Regions from separate parts of the Mus musculus genome. Here all the other regions are linked to region 1. Evidence: chromatin contacts called from public Hi-C and promoter capture Hi-C data. All regions are on one chromosome and are shown on one strand. Each heading gives the region's core, a stretch centred on a gene start, on an enhancer-like site or on the middle of the called end of the contact. The rest is flanking DNA. Distances are from core to core; before and after follow the strand shown.

Region 1 (4,740 bases), core at 759-3,258:
CACTAGTTACCCGAGCTCATCTAAAATGCCCTTCAGTGGAACACTGTGTGAGACTGTATGACCATAGCTGTGGCTGGAACTTGGCGCAGGCCACATTTAAACCATCCATCAGGCCCTAGTGTCCTCCCTCTTCCCCAGGGCCTTACTCTATAGCTGAAGTTGCCCTGAGACTCCCCACATAGCCCAGGCTGGCCCATTTCTTTCTGCCTCTGGCTCCTGAATGATGACATCACAGTTTGTCGCCCACACCTGGCTGGCTTCTAATTTCTTTTCTCCTTCTCATCTTCTTCCTTAGGCTTCTTCTTTAAATGAACTAAGTTATAAGAAAGTACAGACACACCCCCTCCAAAACAAAACTTCCAAGACTGTATTTTCCTGAATGAACATCAAAACTCAACAGGTAAATAAAGGATGTGGATTCCTTCTTTTCCTTGTCTTCATTTTTACTTTTCCCCTTCAGTTTTATAACATATTTATTTCCAAAGGAAAAAACCCTCAATAGTTTAAATACGAGTCCAAAAGGGTTGCTGTAGGTCAGTGGCGAGCCATGATGCTGTCTTCGGCAGCTCACCGCCTCCCCTAAGGCCTCTTCCCATGAGGAGAGAGCTCTATGTCTCTTCCCATCTACGTTCCTTAACAGCGTGAGTCTGCACTTTGTTGTGAACGTGTTACTTTTCCATTTCTACATCATGAATTTCAGTCCAAAGCCAGTCCCATAACCCTAATAATTTCTACTTGGGCCAAACTGTCTGTATCTTTCATAAAATAGAAATTTATTGAGAGCTTCTATGGGCCAATCTTGTTTCACTAATCAGCCTTTGATTCCCTTGGATGTCAAAGGGGACACATACTACACTGTTGGTACAAATTTTTGACTCTTTATGGCACTTGGTAGGAATGGAGACTGCCATCCAAGCTGGGCCAGGCCCCGGCCAGCCTGGGAACCACCTTGGGGCAGAGGAGTCAGGGCTGTGGCAGGCAGCGGACCTAGGCAGAAAGGACACATGCCACCCAGGGAATTCCTTCTTTCTTAGTAAGGATAATGCTTTGACTTAAAAAAAACATCAATTTCCTGTATCTATTTAATTTGAGGGGACAAATTTACTTCACACTACATATGCATTCAAATTGTAGGTCCTTTTTAATTTTTCATACTCAGTAACTGGCTAAGCTGTGACCCAGACCTTCCAAATTAGTTTAATGTCAGTCCTGGCTACAAGCATGCTCCCTGTCCCTAAAAGCAAACCCGGTAGACAGCCTGTATTTGTAAACCAGGTATCTTATAAGACACACTTGAGACACATCCCATTTCCCCAGATGAGTCAAGTCAGCAGCAGAAAACCTCGACTCACTTTATAAAAAGAAGGGAGGAGAAAAGGCACCTTCTCTGGTGTAAACTGGTTTAGTGGACAGGCAGTGGGTATGGAGGAGAGACAGCAGCCCTTTCCCAGGCAGGTCCCAAGAGTGTTTGGGCATGGAGAAACACTTCCAGATGTGCACACACAGATGTGGATTAAACGTAGGATAGGCAGCTTTAGAGCTAACAGGTACAGCCACAGTGTGTCATCAGTACAGGTCCACACCTCTGACAACACACAGGCTTTCTGTTGGTATACCATTGTTCTTTCTTTCTTCTTCTTTTCCCCCCAAAGCCAAACATTAGCCTTGTCAGATCGTAACAGTCTTATAAGCCTGGTGTGGCCCTCACTGCTGCAAGACTGGGACAAAGAGATGATGTTACAGTCTGGTTTCTATGGCAACGGAGGAGGGGTAATGAAAACTGAAATGCAGGAAACACCCATTCTGACTATTGTGACATAATTCAGTTTCTTACAAGGAAGTAACTATCTAAGAAGCAGAAGTATCATTACCTGGCGGCTGCTGTTCACAAAAAGCTGTGCTGTGTATTTCTCTTAGCTGGTCTGTCTGTACAGAGGAAAGAAATAACACACACACACACACACACACACACACACACACACACACACACACACACACACAGAGTCCTCGCTTTCTGCATGTAAAATGTGTGTGTGTTCTTTAGAAGCCAGCGGTTGGCTGGTTTTCCGGACATGATGTGGTTGAAGCTGTCATCGTAATGGAAATTCACTGCTGTAGCTATGGTAAATCGAGTGTTCTGCCTGTACTGAATGCATTAGTCTAATGAGATGTTTGCAGCGGCGGCGAGCTGGGCTGCTGGCGACTAGCTGTGAGGCAGGCGTAGCACACGGGTGGAAGATAGCTTGTGCCATACTCGCAGTGTGTGTGCAGGAAGTCACCTGTCTTCTAAGCCACCACTCCAGACCTCAGCAAGCAACACCCTGGTCAGGGCTCTGTGACCAAGCTGTAGGTAAGGGAGACGCATGCTGGCGGGTGTGCTGTGGTACATTGTATGGCTCCTTCTCTTTGGGCTGGCGGCACAACAGGTTACCTGCTTTAGTTTATTTGGGAGGGTTTGCATGCCTGCCTCTCTGGCAATGCACGAGTGTCTGGTGCTAAAACTACTGAGCCCGGTGGGTAAACTTCGGATCCTAACATGCAAAATATAATGTTTGATTTTTTTTAACTATATATCAAAGGGAGATTTAAAGTAAAAACACAGTTTATAACCATTTTTGACATGTATACACTTAACCTCTCTTTAAGTCTATATGTAAATATGTGCAAATTTTTTATTATTTCAAACATGAATATGGTTTTTTTCCTAATAATAATTTTGTCTTATTTTGTATTATTAATTTAAAATTTGTAGTATGGATTAGGTTACAAATATTTACCTAAAATTGATTATTAAAATTGGCTGTGATATAAGCACTCATCAAAGCATTTGTTTTCAAATTGAATTTTATTTACTTGTGTTGAATGCTGCAGATGGGATATTTCATGTGTTTTTGTTGGTTGCTGATGTACCAGTCATAGATAAGGAGAGTATTAATTGTTTGCAAGTTCCTGCTATTAGTTTTTTTAGGAGGAAATAACTAACAGGTTAGTATGGAATGTTTGGAGTTTCCCCAAGTTCAAAGACAAAGTCACCTCCTCCCCTCACACAGTCCTATGTGACCCCAAATAGCTTCCACTCATTCTGCCTGCAGCCCCGGGTGTCGTCTACAGGTTGCTCTGCGGATGGACAGGACCAGTGGGTATGGCTGCTGAGTTAGCAGTTTTCACTCATCATTGATGCGCTTGAGTCTAAGTTCTTGCCGTTATTTTCGACAATAAGCCAGAGGTGGCGGCTTGCTGTGTTGTCTTTCTAGGGTCATGACATTTCTCAAGAGGGCTAGGACCATCAGCAGCTCTCTGAGAAATGGGGCTTTGTAGCTGGGATGCTTGAAAAGTGATCCAGATGTGGTTGTTGTGTGTTCCATGTTTTTAATTCCTTTCTCAACTAAGGAACATTTTTTTTTGAAGGGTAAGAGACATAGATGTCTTTCCCTCCTCAAGACTTTTTTCTCATTAAGAACAAAACAAAACGGAATGTCTGGAGAACATGTAGAAGTATGGAGATGGCTGTAGAGGAGAAGGTGCCTGATTTAGACAGTATTTTATGGAACATTTTGTGTGCTTGTTGCTTGGTAGAAGTGGCTCAGTCGATCTGAGTAACAGCTACTGGGTGGCAATTACCTAGAAAACTAGCACTGCGTAGCATCAAAATGCAGCTAAAATGTAAACATTGATGCCCCGTGCAGAGAAGCCGCTTGGTAGCTTTACAGTCTACCTTTAAAATATAGCTGTCAACTACTATTAAAACATGAATGTGTTTCTCTCACTCTTAACATTGTGACTGTGTGTGTGTGTAGAAACCTTCTCCAAATCTGCCTGTCTGATTTGTGTCATAAGAGGAAACACAGATCCAACAAAATCCCAAATCTTAGTTGTTTTACCACATTTAAATGTCTTACCCGTGTCACCAAAATTACTTTTATTTCCTTAAAAGCTATATATGAGCAATAACGAGACAGGAAGAACGAGCGGGCAAGCTCGGCTTTCATCTGCACAGTTCTTCTGCGGCTGCTGTTCTCTGCTAGAGCAACAGTAGTTTCACTTTCTGCTTCTCTTCTCGTTGTGGGGCTGAAGGTTGGAGGTCATAGGCGATCTAGGAAACAAGCCAAACTCAAAGGTTGTCACCTCAGCTCCTCCGCTTTGATCTTGCCAACTGAAAAAAACCCAAGGACTTTTAATATATTCAATACTGCTTGCGTGTGATAAAAATTTGAACAATACCCTGAAGGACAAAGACAGAAGTTTTAATATTTTTTTGACTAGATGGTTGGAAAATCATGACCAGATTGCCTTAAACCTTTCATAACATAGTAGTTTTTATTTGTTTCTTTTAATCTTAATGTTACATCTCGAATGCTTAACTGCAATAAATTTAAGGAAACATAACAAGGAATGCTCACTGAAGAATAGCTTTTCTGTTGGAAAGCGGGGTGTGGAACACAAAATTCAGAGTGTTTCTTAGGTCTTATCTGCAGTTTTTCTGGAGCCAAGGGCATACCACACACACATGTACACACCCCTTGTGCCGCACACTTTAGAACAAGCAGCTACCTCTGAAAGTTTCAGCACCTCATGACCTCTGGGTAGCTGGCTCGGTGCTCCTTAGAGATCAGAATTCTAGCTTCCTCCTGTTTCATATTCTTAGATTTGATTTGAGAATGGATTTGGGATGAGGAGGAAGACAGATCCCTTTCCCACCAGGGAAGAGTAAAATCGTTTTCCTGTTTCAGGAGTGATGTT
Region 2 (4,740 bases), core at 772-3,271, 54 kb after region 1:
AAACACATCTCTCAATAGAGAATGTGATGGCAAGGTCTCATAGGGGCAACGAGGCAACAAGGCACACACAGCACACTGTTGTGTGCTTTTTTTTTTTTAAACAAATGGAGAAAACAAATCACAGCAGATGGGGAAGCTGTACGTTGAGCAGATTTTAGGGCTGTTGCTAAACACATATTATTAAGCTTGCATCTAAATGAGAGTGTCGAGGGCTGAGCTGTCCCCTGACTATGATCAGCAGGGTGGCTCTTGAAGCTACTAGAATTTATCTGTGGTGATTTTTTGTTTTTGATTTTGTTTTGTGGAAACAGTTGATATTCCTGACACATTTAAAGTAATGTCATAAGTAGGCCAGGGTCAAAAGATGCAATGAAGCTTCCTGGACAGAGATTTAGCACAGGACTCCTGGGGTTTGGATTATAGTTTTCTGCTTATAAAAGATGCTGATGTCCAATTTGGCTGCCAAGAGGCAGATGCATAGCCACCAGAGTCCTGAGAGCATCATAAGGACTAACAATATGGAGGGAGAGGCTATGGTGGGAAACAGATCTGATGATGTAACTCCAATCCTACAACCCCACCCAAGCCCAGGGGCCAGCCGCCGTCTGTGACACTTTATGAAGGGCTGGCTAAGTGAGGGAAAGCTAGAAGCTTGTTCTCCGCCAGCCTCTGGGCTCTAGAAGAAGAGCATCAGTAGTTGTCTCCCACGTAGTTTTCATGAAATGAAACTGGTGTCTCCATCTTGAGACCTGAATTCTGCAACCAAAATGCAAATTGGCAATTAACTCTCAAGTATTAGGAAAATGTATGGAAATTATTTCAGGTCAGCAGAAAGAGCTTGTGAAGATCAGATAATGAATTCAACCTTTATCCTTCTCCTTCTTTGCAATCCTTTCAAATGCAAAAACACAGTCGTGGGGAAAAGGTTGTTGGTTATTCAAATTTACTTTAGTTTTCTTAACTTTTTTTTGGAGACGTCATTTATTTTTATTTTATTGTATGAATGTTTGCTAGAATGTGTGTAGATATGTGTGCAATGCCTGAGGAGACCAGAAGAGGGCGTGGGATCCCCTAGGAGAGAAGTTACAGATGGTTGTGAACCACCACGATTGATCTTGGATCCTCTGCAAAAGCAACCAGTGCTCTTAATGGCTCAACCATCTTCCCAGCCCCTTATTTAATTTCTCAAAAAGTGTGTGTGTGTGTGTGTGTGTGTGTGTGTGTGTGTGTGTGTGTGTGTGTGTGTGTGGTTGTGAGCCACCTCATGTGAGAGCTGGAAAGAGAATTTGGGTCCTTTGGGAAAGCAGTATGTGCTATGAACTGCTGAACCTGTCTTTAGCACACAGTATTTTTCTTTTTTTTTAAAAAAAAAGCTCTTCTTCATCAACTCTTCTATCAGGTCATTTTTCTGACAGGGAAACCTCTGTCAGGAAAGCTCACGGCAATATGTCTTTAGGATTGTGCGTCTGGTCTCAGAAAGCTAGCCTGGGTACTTGTGCCTGCTCAGCCGCCTACCTGTGCCATTGCTGGGGTCTGGGGATTGTGTTTGGGGGTGGGGGGGTGGGGCAGAACAGGCTTTGTGTTTCATAGACCCAAGGAGCAAGTTCAAGTTCCAAGAAAACATAGTAAAACTTCTCTGGCCTTCTTCCTGGTCCCCTGGGGTCTGTGACCCAAGAATGAAAATTACCAACAGACACAGTATTTCTTGAGCCAAGACAAATAAATGGCAGCTCACCCACACGGAACAAACCTGACTTACTTTGCAAGTTTCCTACCTCCTTAAAGGGTTTTTTTTTTTCAGTGTCCCTAACACTCAGGGACACCTCTCAGTGTCCCTGATATCCAGGACACCTCAGAGCAGAGCACAGCTAAGGTTCGCTGGCTAACACACAGACCCTGCACAAAGCTAGCAATTCTGTTTCCACCTCTCGGTGAATTTCTTTCGTGGGAACAAGAGGCCACCTCTGGTTTTGAGCCTACTTCCTGAATAGCTAGGAAGATGCATGGACATTATCTCAGACCACGCCCCCGCAGACAACTCGGTAGGTCTTAAGCCTTGTGTCCTAGAAGAACAGTTCCTGTCTGTGTGACCCTGTCACCCATCAATGATGACAAAGGAAAAATAAGGACCATGTGAAAGTCTTTGTAAAGCTAAAATGATTTCCTCAAAAGATTACCCTTTATTCTAAAATACATGCTGGTGAAAGGAAGTTTTTGAAGCTCTGGTAATTTAAAATGCTCTCAGTTGGCAAAAACAAAGTTGCTAACAGAACCTCCTCGGTTTTACTTTGGCGACACCCCATTTTACCATTAATGACAGGACTCTAATTGTAGAAATGCGAGCAAGTAAATTGTACAGTCTCACTCCATTTACCAAGTGGCCACTAATTTGGCAATTTTGATTATCTGGGACACAGTCAGGGAGGCAGGAGTTGGTTTGGTTTTGCTTTGTTTTAAACTGACTCAGCACAGTAAGATCTTGCTTGGTCTGGCCTTAATGATCGTGCATTTTATTACTAAGAAAATGCTTCTTGGGCGTGGATACAGAGGGGCGGGCTTATATTCCTAGCTGTCTGGAGGCAGAAGGATTCTTGGAGTCTGAGAGTTTGAGATAAGTTTGGAATCAACAGTAGGACCCTGTCTCAGATAGATAGATAGATAGATAGATAGATAGATAGATAGATAGATAGATAGATAAAATTGGAGTAGGGAGTGGATGGGGAAGGGCTCCATGAGGAGGGGAGGGGGAGAAGAGAAAGCAATCTGGGGCAAGCAGGATCCAAATGCATTAGACATGTATGAAATTGCTTAAGAATAAATAAAAATTATTTGTCAAAGAAAGGAAGCTCTTCTGTGCCCTTTACATTCACTGTAACCAGTCTTTGCAAGCTCAGTTCTGGTAGTGTCTACCCTTAGAGACAAAAAGGAAGGGATTTGCAGGCGGAAACACGGAAAAGGTAGCAATAACTTGATACAATCTGATAATATATTAACACAACGAACACAATGTAACAATATTACAATATCTCCCCAAGTGCCTCTGTTGGTCCCCTCTGTTCCTGCATAGGTAGCCGCTCTCTGAGAACCTCACTTGCTCCTGGCCTTGAGCCTAGTTGACAGTTGGATGTCTGAGTGTTTCTGAGACTGATGTTAACACGGGTCGACTGTAGAAAAGGAAGGATCAAGCTGGAGGACAGATGTCAGTCCCTTGGAGTTCACAGCCCCTGACCCATCCTGGACCATCTGGCTGAGTCTCTTATGGTATAGAGCCTGCTGCCATATTACTGGGGTCTACTCACCACTGAGCCTTGCTGTCCATTGTCACCTTGGGAAAGGACACAGATAATCTCTGAACCCATAGTTTCTAGAAAGAGCTGTACTCTGTCATGTGACAGCATTTTTCGTTTCAAACGGAATATTTACCTCTTAGCATCTCAGTTGGGTCCTCAGCTCAGAAACCCTAGCAAGGGCAGCAGGCAAAGTCCCTTATATTCCATGACTAGGAAACACCTTGATCTTTGTAAGCAAACCCTTCTGTCCTGTAGATGCACTGACTTTACTATCTTCAAGTAGTGGGACCACCATCCTGTTTGTCAGGGCTATGAACTAAAAGCCAATTTGAAAACAAACAAACAACAACAGCATTATATTTCTTTGTGTGTCATCCACCACATAACGGCCATATTGTGACACGCTTGGAAGTTGAATCAGCATTTTGAAGTCTTTTCTCTTCATGTCCTTAAGTCTGTAAACCAATACAAGAAACCCGGTCAGAACTTGTAACATTTGCAAAGGTGCAGGTGACACTCTCTCCATCCTGTCCCCTCTGACTGAGCCACCAACAAATGAACCGGAACATGGGGCAGACAAAGTGAACCCATTTGAGAGTGATGGATTTTAAGGACTTGTTACTTTTTAAATATACTTAATTCAACCGTAAATCTATGTACTTCAAGCTTTAAACAGCAGCTATGCTTAATTTCTATCTTAGTTTTCACCGCTATGACAAGACACAGTGACCACAGCAACTCTTATGAGGGAAAACATTTAACTGGGGCTGGCTTACAGTTTCAAAGGTTTAGACCATTATCATCATGGTGGCTGGAATGCAGGCAGACGTGGTACTGCAGAGGTAGCTCAGAGTTCTACATCCAGAACCACAGGCAGAGCAAGAGAGGGAGAGACTGGGCCTGTACCACAGCTATCAACTTACAGGCATTTCCGAAGACTGTATAGTCTCTTCCTGTGGACTAATATGAGCCAGTTCTTATGCTCTTCTTTCTGTGGAAGTGGCTAATTTTTGCTGTGAGTTTCATAGGATGCCATACAGCTGTAATCTGTCTAGTGCTTGCTCCACATAGTAGACTGGATGTGGGAGGGGTCACAGAGGTAAGGTAGCAACCCCACTGAGCCGCATCAGAAGCACCCACCTACCTACTGTCAGTCCCGCTGCTGCTGTTGATTTTGATCCTGTGACTGAGGTGGCTTTTGTCGAGTGTCCCACTGTAAATGGCACTGCCCCATTTCTACACTGCAGTATTTAGAAGGAATTCATTATGCACATCCTTAAAGACCAGGGCTCTGAGCTCACCTTCTAGGGAAGATGTGGATGCTCTGCTCATGCAAGATTTATTTGTTTCCCTTGCTTATTTACACTGCCAGACATTTACTTACAGCGGCAGGACTTGTGGACATTTATTATGTACACACTTAGTGCTATGATAAGTTACTACACTACCT
Region 3 (4,740 bases), core at 651-3,150, 34 kb before region 1:
AGGGAGGATTAATCTCAGAAGGGTCATCCATGTTTGACAAATAGTCCTTTACTTTTACTTTCATGACAAGGTTAAGACACAGAAGTAAACTTGTTCTTATAGCAGTCGGGAAGCAGAGAGAATAGGGAAAGGATAGGAGACAAGATAGACCCTTCATAGGCACACCCCTTCTGTGGCCCACTTCCTCTAGCCAGGGTCTGCCTCCTATTGCCCATCACCTTTCAATATGTCATCAAATTATGTTGCCATCAAAGGGTTAATCATAGATTGTATTGTAGCTCTCAAGTTTGTGATGAAGGGTCATTTACTCAATAAGTTGTTTACTCATGGAAGCTGTATTCTGTTCTACTGTATCTTGGGGTATATGGATGTGTGTGTGGATGTGTGTATGAGTGGTTTGCAGGCTGTGGTCCAGCTAGTACAACAATGGCTGTCTCTCAACAGTCCACAAAACTGGATGTCTCAGATGGTCTTCAGTGTATGTTGGAATCCCAAAGCAGTAGGATATATGAACTTGCCAATAAGAGTGAGGGCAAGCAGATAAAGAGCAAAAGCTGCTGTCTTCCATGTCTTTTATATAAGCTACCACTAGAAGGTGTGGCCCAGGTTTAGGGTGGGTCTTCTGACCTTAAATGATCCAGATTTAAAGTTGATCTTTCTTAATTACTGTTCTTTTTCTGTGAAGAGACATCATAACCAAGGCAGCTTTTACATAGGAAGGAATTCAGTGGGGGGGTCTTACTTACAGTTTCAGGAGCTTAGACCATTAGCATAATGGCAGGGAGCATGACAGCAGACAGGTATGGTGCTGGAGAAGTATTTGAAAGCTGTATCTTGATTTGTTGGCAGAGAAAGGGAGACTAGGCCTAGCATGAGCTTTTGAAATTTCAAAGCCCACCCCCAGTAACACAGTTCCTCCCCCAAAGCCACACCTCCTTATCCTTCTCAAATAGAGCCACTCCCTGATGCCTAAACATTCAATAAATATATGAGCATATGAGGCCATTCTTATTCAAACCACCACACTTCACTCTCTACCCCCATATATAGCCATATCATAATATAAAAATGGGTTCAGCACAACTTCAAAATTCCCCATAATCTGACACAGTCTCAACATTGTTTTAAAGTTCAAATTCTCTTCTGAAATTCATGGCAGTTTCCTTAACTGTATCCCCCTATAAGGTCAAAATCAAAAAGCAGATCATATACTTCCAACATACAATGGCACAGGATAAACATTGTCATTTCAAAAGGAAGGAAGAGAACATAGTGAAGAAATAATGGGCCAGGGCAAGTCTTAAAACCAGAAGGGCAAACTTTAAATTCTGTATCTCCATGCCAAAACACTCTTTAGATCTTCAATTCCTTTCAACTTTGTTGACTGCAACACACTTCTCTCAGTCTGTTTCCACTCCCAGTCTGCAATTCTCCTTGTCAGGCAAGTGCTCGGCTCGCCTACACAGTTCATGTCATCTATTTTGTTGTTACTGGGGCTCCCTCACCAACAGGATTTCTCTATGTGGTCCTGGGTGCTCTGGATCTAGCTCTGTAGATCAGGCTGGCCTCGAACTCACAGAGATCCACCTGCCCCTGCTTCCTGGGAGCTGGGATTAAAGGCGTGTGCCACTACTGCCCAGCACTCCATTTTTAATGTATTTTCCTTGTGGTATTTATGTAGATAATATACAGATTATTTGCCCTCCCCAAATTTTTACACAAAAGTTGGCAAATACTGTGCTTCACAACCGACCTTTTTTCTTCTAACAATAAAACTTGGGCCTGGATCTCCTGAGTTACAGTCTCTTGCCACAAGTGTAATGCAGTTGTTAAGAGTGAGCACTGATGTGATGCAGCGTCACAGTTCAGTTCATGGCCCTGCATATCTGCCACAGGCTCTGCTTCCTCTTCAAGTTCACAAGCAAAAGGAAGGTCACTTGGTTTTTGTTCTCAGTCCTTTTTTCTCTGGGTACATACACGCCAGCCAAGCGTGGCGATCACTGGAGTCAGAACTTGCAGCTCCTTTTTTGTTTCTTCATACAATCCTTTGCAAGACTCCGCCAGGCTGTTTTGTTAGAGTATCAGTGTAACTTGTCTCACTGCTTACTCACTACATTTCTTACTGGTCACATATTTCATGTGTCACACGTTGTGTGTGTTTGTCCCCATTTGTAGTGATAAGGTTTCCTTACTTCCAGAGTGTTTGGTGAACCTCATCTGTGGTATGTTATTTGGGCATCGTACTGTTCTCTGGATATTTTTACCAAATGTTTAGCATGCAGTGATGGTTTGGCTGTAAATCACTTTTTATTCTATAGTCTGAATTTGTTTTAACAGTGAAAGTAGACACTCAGTGAGGTCGGGCATATTTTTGTGTGTACGTTTGTTCCCTTGTTTTTATTTATCTCTTAACTTGGATGTCTTTCTTTTATTGTGAGGAAGTGAGTCTTTAAACATGAACATGAGTATTCCCCCTATTTGTTTCGGGCCCCAATTTTCCAAGGTCTGGGGTTACAGATTCTCACCACAATGACCTATATTAATTTATAATATTGGCTACAAAAATCTGGAATTTGGAGACTGGAGGCAGATAACTAGAGTATAGAAATGTTATTTTAAATATGCATTTTTACTCTCATATGGAATTGAAATCTCTAAAGCTATGTTACTGTTTGTATTTGTTTATGACTTGATTGGAAATTTAATATCCTTTTGGGCTTGTTTTTATATAGTTTTATGTAATTTATACTTTATTTTTCTGCTATGGATAGATGTTAGGGTAGTAAAGGGCCTTATTAAAACTAACAAATCATTTATTGAAATATAATGGAGTAAAAATATGTAATTCTTTTTAAATTTGTTTTCATAATTTTGAGTTTCATATATGAATATAGTGATTTTTAGTTGTTTTGTATCTATTCTTCCCTCTGATTTCTTCTTCCCTTGCCCTTTGAAGCCCTTTTTCCCAACAAGTAAGTGTGTGTGTGTGTGTGTGTGTGTGTGTGTGTGTGTATTTGTATGTTTCCTACTGAGTTTCATTTGGATGCTCGCATGAACGTGGGTGAAAAGCTGTTTACTGGAAAGTGGGCACCTTCGTCCCCAGCAACTGTTAACTGCCAGCAGCAGTCCCTTGGGAGTCTTGGGTCTTGCTGGCTTATGTGGTATAACCACCGCTGCAGTGAGTTGGGAGTTCAGCGGCCCTGTCATGTCCTCAAGACTCTTTTCTGCAGCAGATCCCTGCTCCAGCTCTTACATTCTTTCTGCACCTTCCTCCCTGAGTCTTGAAGTGTTCTTTTTGGATTTTTAAGGCATAAATAATTTATTATGGAAATAGAATTTGGCAAAAATTACTTTTTATCTAGCCAAGTCTATTTAACCTTTCATTTATTCATACTTTCATTCTTTATTGCATTTCTTTTGAGTGTTAAGGTGGCAGCATAGAATTTAATATGCTTTCTTGAGCTGTGTACATAGAAATGAACCCCAGTAGTTCTGCTTAATTTGATTTCCTTTTTGTTTAGAGTTTATAATAGATGAGATGGAACTCACACGTGCTGTTTGTTATTATGACAGTGTGTGCAAATCATCTGCTCCACCCTCTGAGGCAGGAAGTTTAAAGGCATTCTCTTGGTCTTTAAAGTGTTGATTTTTATCTTCTTAGGTAGAACTGAAGTTTCCCGCACCCGGCAAGCCTGGAAATTATCAGTATACAGTGTTCCTGAGATCAGACTCCTATATGGGCTTGGATCAGATTAAACCACTGAAGGTAGGACAAGTGAGCAGTCACTGAGGGCACATGGAGTGGGCCCTGAGCAAATGCCTGAGGCAGGCTGGAGACAGAGAAAGACCACCTCATACGCCTTCAGTAATAGCTAGATTTTTAGGGAGCCCTGAACTTAGATTGTACGTTGCTTTAGTGGTCGTTTTAATGCACTGTAACATGTGATACATCTCAGGGCTTTAAAAAGGCTGGTGGGGGTCAGATGGAGACAGGACTCATTTTTCCTTAGACTTTACTGGAGTGTTTGTTGATTTCTGAAATGAAGATTTTTTTTGTACTTTTGGGTTTTTTTGTTTTGTTTTGTTTTTGTTTTTTTTTAAATCATCTTAGAACATAAACTTTGTGTATGGTTTGAAACACACTTTACTCATTTCCCTTGAGCTTTTCATACACGTCATCTCTTAGATTAGTGAGATTGTGCTAAATGATTGTGACACTGTTGAGAGTAAAGGAGACAGGAAAGGTGAGTCTGTCTTTCCTCCTGAAAGCTCTGTATTTCTTGTGTTGGCCATAGAATTTTACTTCCTAGAAGTCTTTGGAAGGCATACTTGAATTTTTCTTTCTTCAGCCAAAGACTTCTAATTAGAGACCACTCAGTGTTATTGCTTAGGAATCATGGTTGCTAGTAGTTTGTGCCATAGAAATACTTTCTTAAATGCTTGAACTTCCACAGAGTCAAAATGTTGAACTATATTAGAAATTGAATTACATTACTAAGTATATTTAGCGTTTTTATTTGCAGAATGAAGAATCTTTGTAATGAATGTGCTGAATGTAGAGTTGCAGCTACAAAGTTCACTCTCTGTGATTGCCACAGTCAGAGAAAACCTTCACTAGATAGTGTTTTCATTATTCTTCTCCAAATTTCTGACATACGTATTTAATTGTTTATAGTTGGAAGTTCATGAGGCCAAGCCTGTGCCAGAAAACCACCCACAGTGGGACACAGCGATAGAAGG

The links. Promoter capture Hi-C pulls out the DNA fragments that hold promoters and counts their contacts. A called contact is a pair of places that touch in the nucleus more often than the background predicts.
Region 2: a contact with region 1 is called in a Hi-C map of the HPC-7 cell line, with 2.3 times the contacts expected there. The contact joins the enhancer-like site here to the promoter of Scml4 in region 1. A contact is called at or near these places in 14 of 39 promoter capture datasets (the 3T3-L1 cell line, the C10 cell line, cranial neural crest and 10 more), 2 of 15 datasets of contacts at CTCF or cohesin (CD8 T cells and the NIH/3T3 cell line), 14 of 484 Hi-C or Micro-C datasets (B cells, CD4 T cells, CD8 T cells and 8 more), 10 of 115 datasets of contacts at active chromatin or transcription factors (the 230-238 cell line, CD8 T cells, DN3 thymocytes and 3 more) and 3 of 9 other capture datasets (adipose tissue, liver and pancreatic islet).
Region 3: a contact with region 1 is called in a promoter capture Hi-C map of pre-B cells, with 2.6 times the contacts expected there. The contact joins the enhancer-like site here to the promoter of Scml4 in region 1. A contact is called at or near these places in 3 of 39 promoter capture datasets (HPC-7-derived erythroid cells, macrophages and pre-B cells), 7 of 484 Hi-C or Micro-C datasets (CD4 T cells, CD8 T cells, CD8 central memory T cells and 3 more), 4 of 115 datasets of contacts at active chromatin or transcription factors (the 230-238 cell line, CD8 T cells, the SCID.adh cell line and 1 more) and 2 of 9 other capture datasets (adipose tissue and liver).

What each region holds. Positions count from the first base shown.
Region 1 is chr10:42,858,504-42,863,243 of GRCm38.p6, forward strand. Scml4 (Scm polycomb group protein like 4) reads left to right here and starts at 2,009. Exons shown (of 9, transcript NM_172938.3): 1 at 2,009-2,350. It overlaps Gm34006 (a long non-coding RNA gene), which reads right to left. Exons shown (of 3, transcript XR_380280.4): 3 at 3,903-4,153.
Region 2 is chr10:42,912,345-42,917,084 of GRCm38.p6, forward strand. All of the region lies in intron 3 of Scml4 (Scm polycomb group protein like 4), which reads left to right. Among named protein-coding and RNA genes, the nearest start is that of Gm34006, 46 kb to the left of the region's middle. Within about 2 kb of position 2,022, at least 13 of the 459 cell types and tissues checked have an H3K27ac peak or open chromatin away from gene starts, as enhancers often do. A contact at or near this core is called in the HPC-7 cell line, where this site is marked.
Region 3 is chr10:42,824,216-42,828,955 of GRCm38.p6, forward strand. Sec63 (SEC63-like (S. cerevisiae)) reads left to right here. Exons shown (of 21, transcript NM_153055.3): 20 at 3,662-3,766; 21 at 4,676-4,740. Among named protein-coding and RNA genes, the nearest start is that of Scml4, 34 kb to the right of the region's middle. Within about 2 kb of position 1,901, at least 22 of the 459 cell types and tissues checked have an H3K27ac peak or open chromatin away from gene starts, as enhancers often do. A contact at or near this core is called in the 230-238 cell line, pre-B cells and uterus, where this site is marked.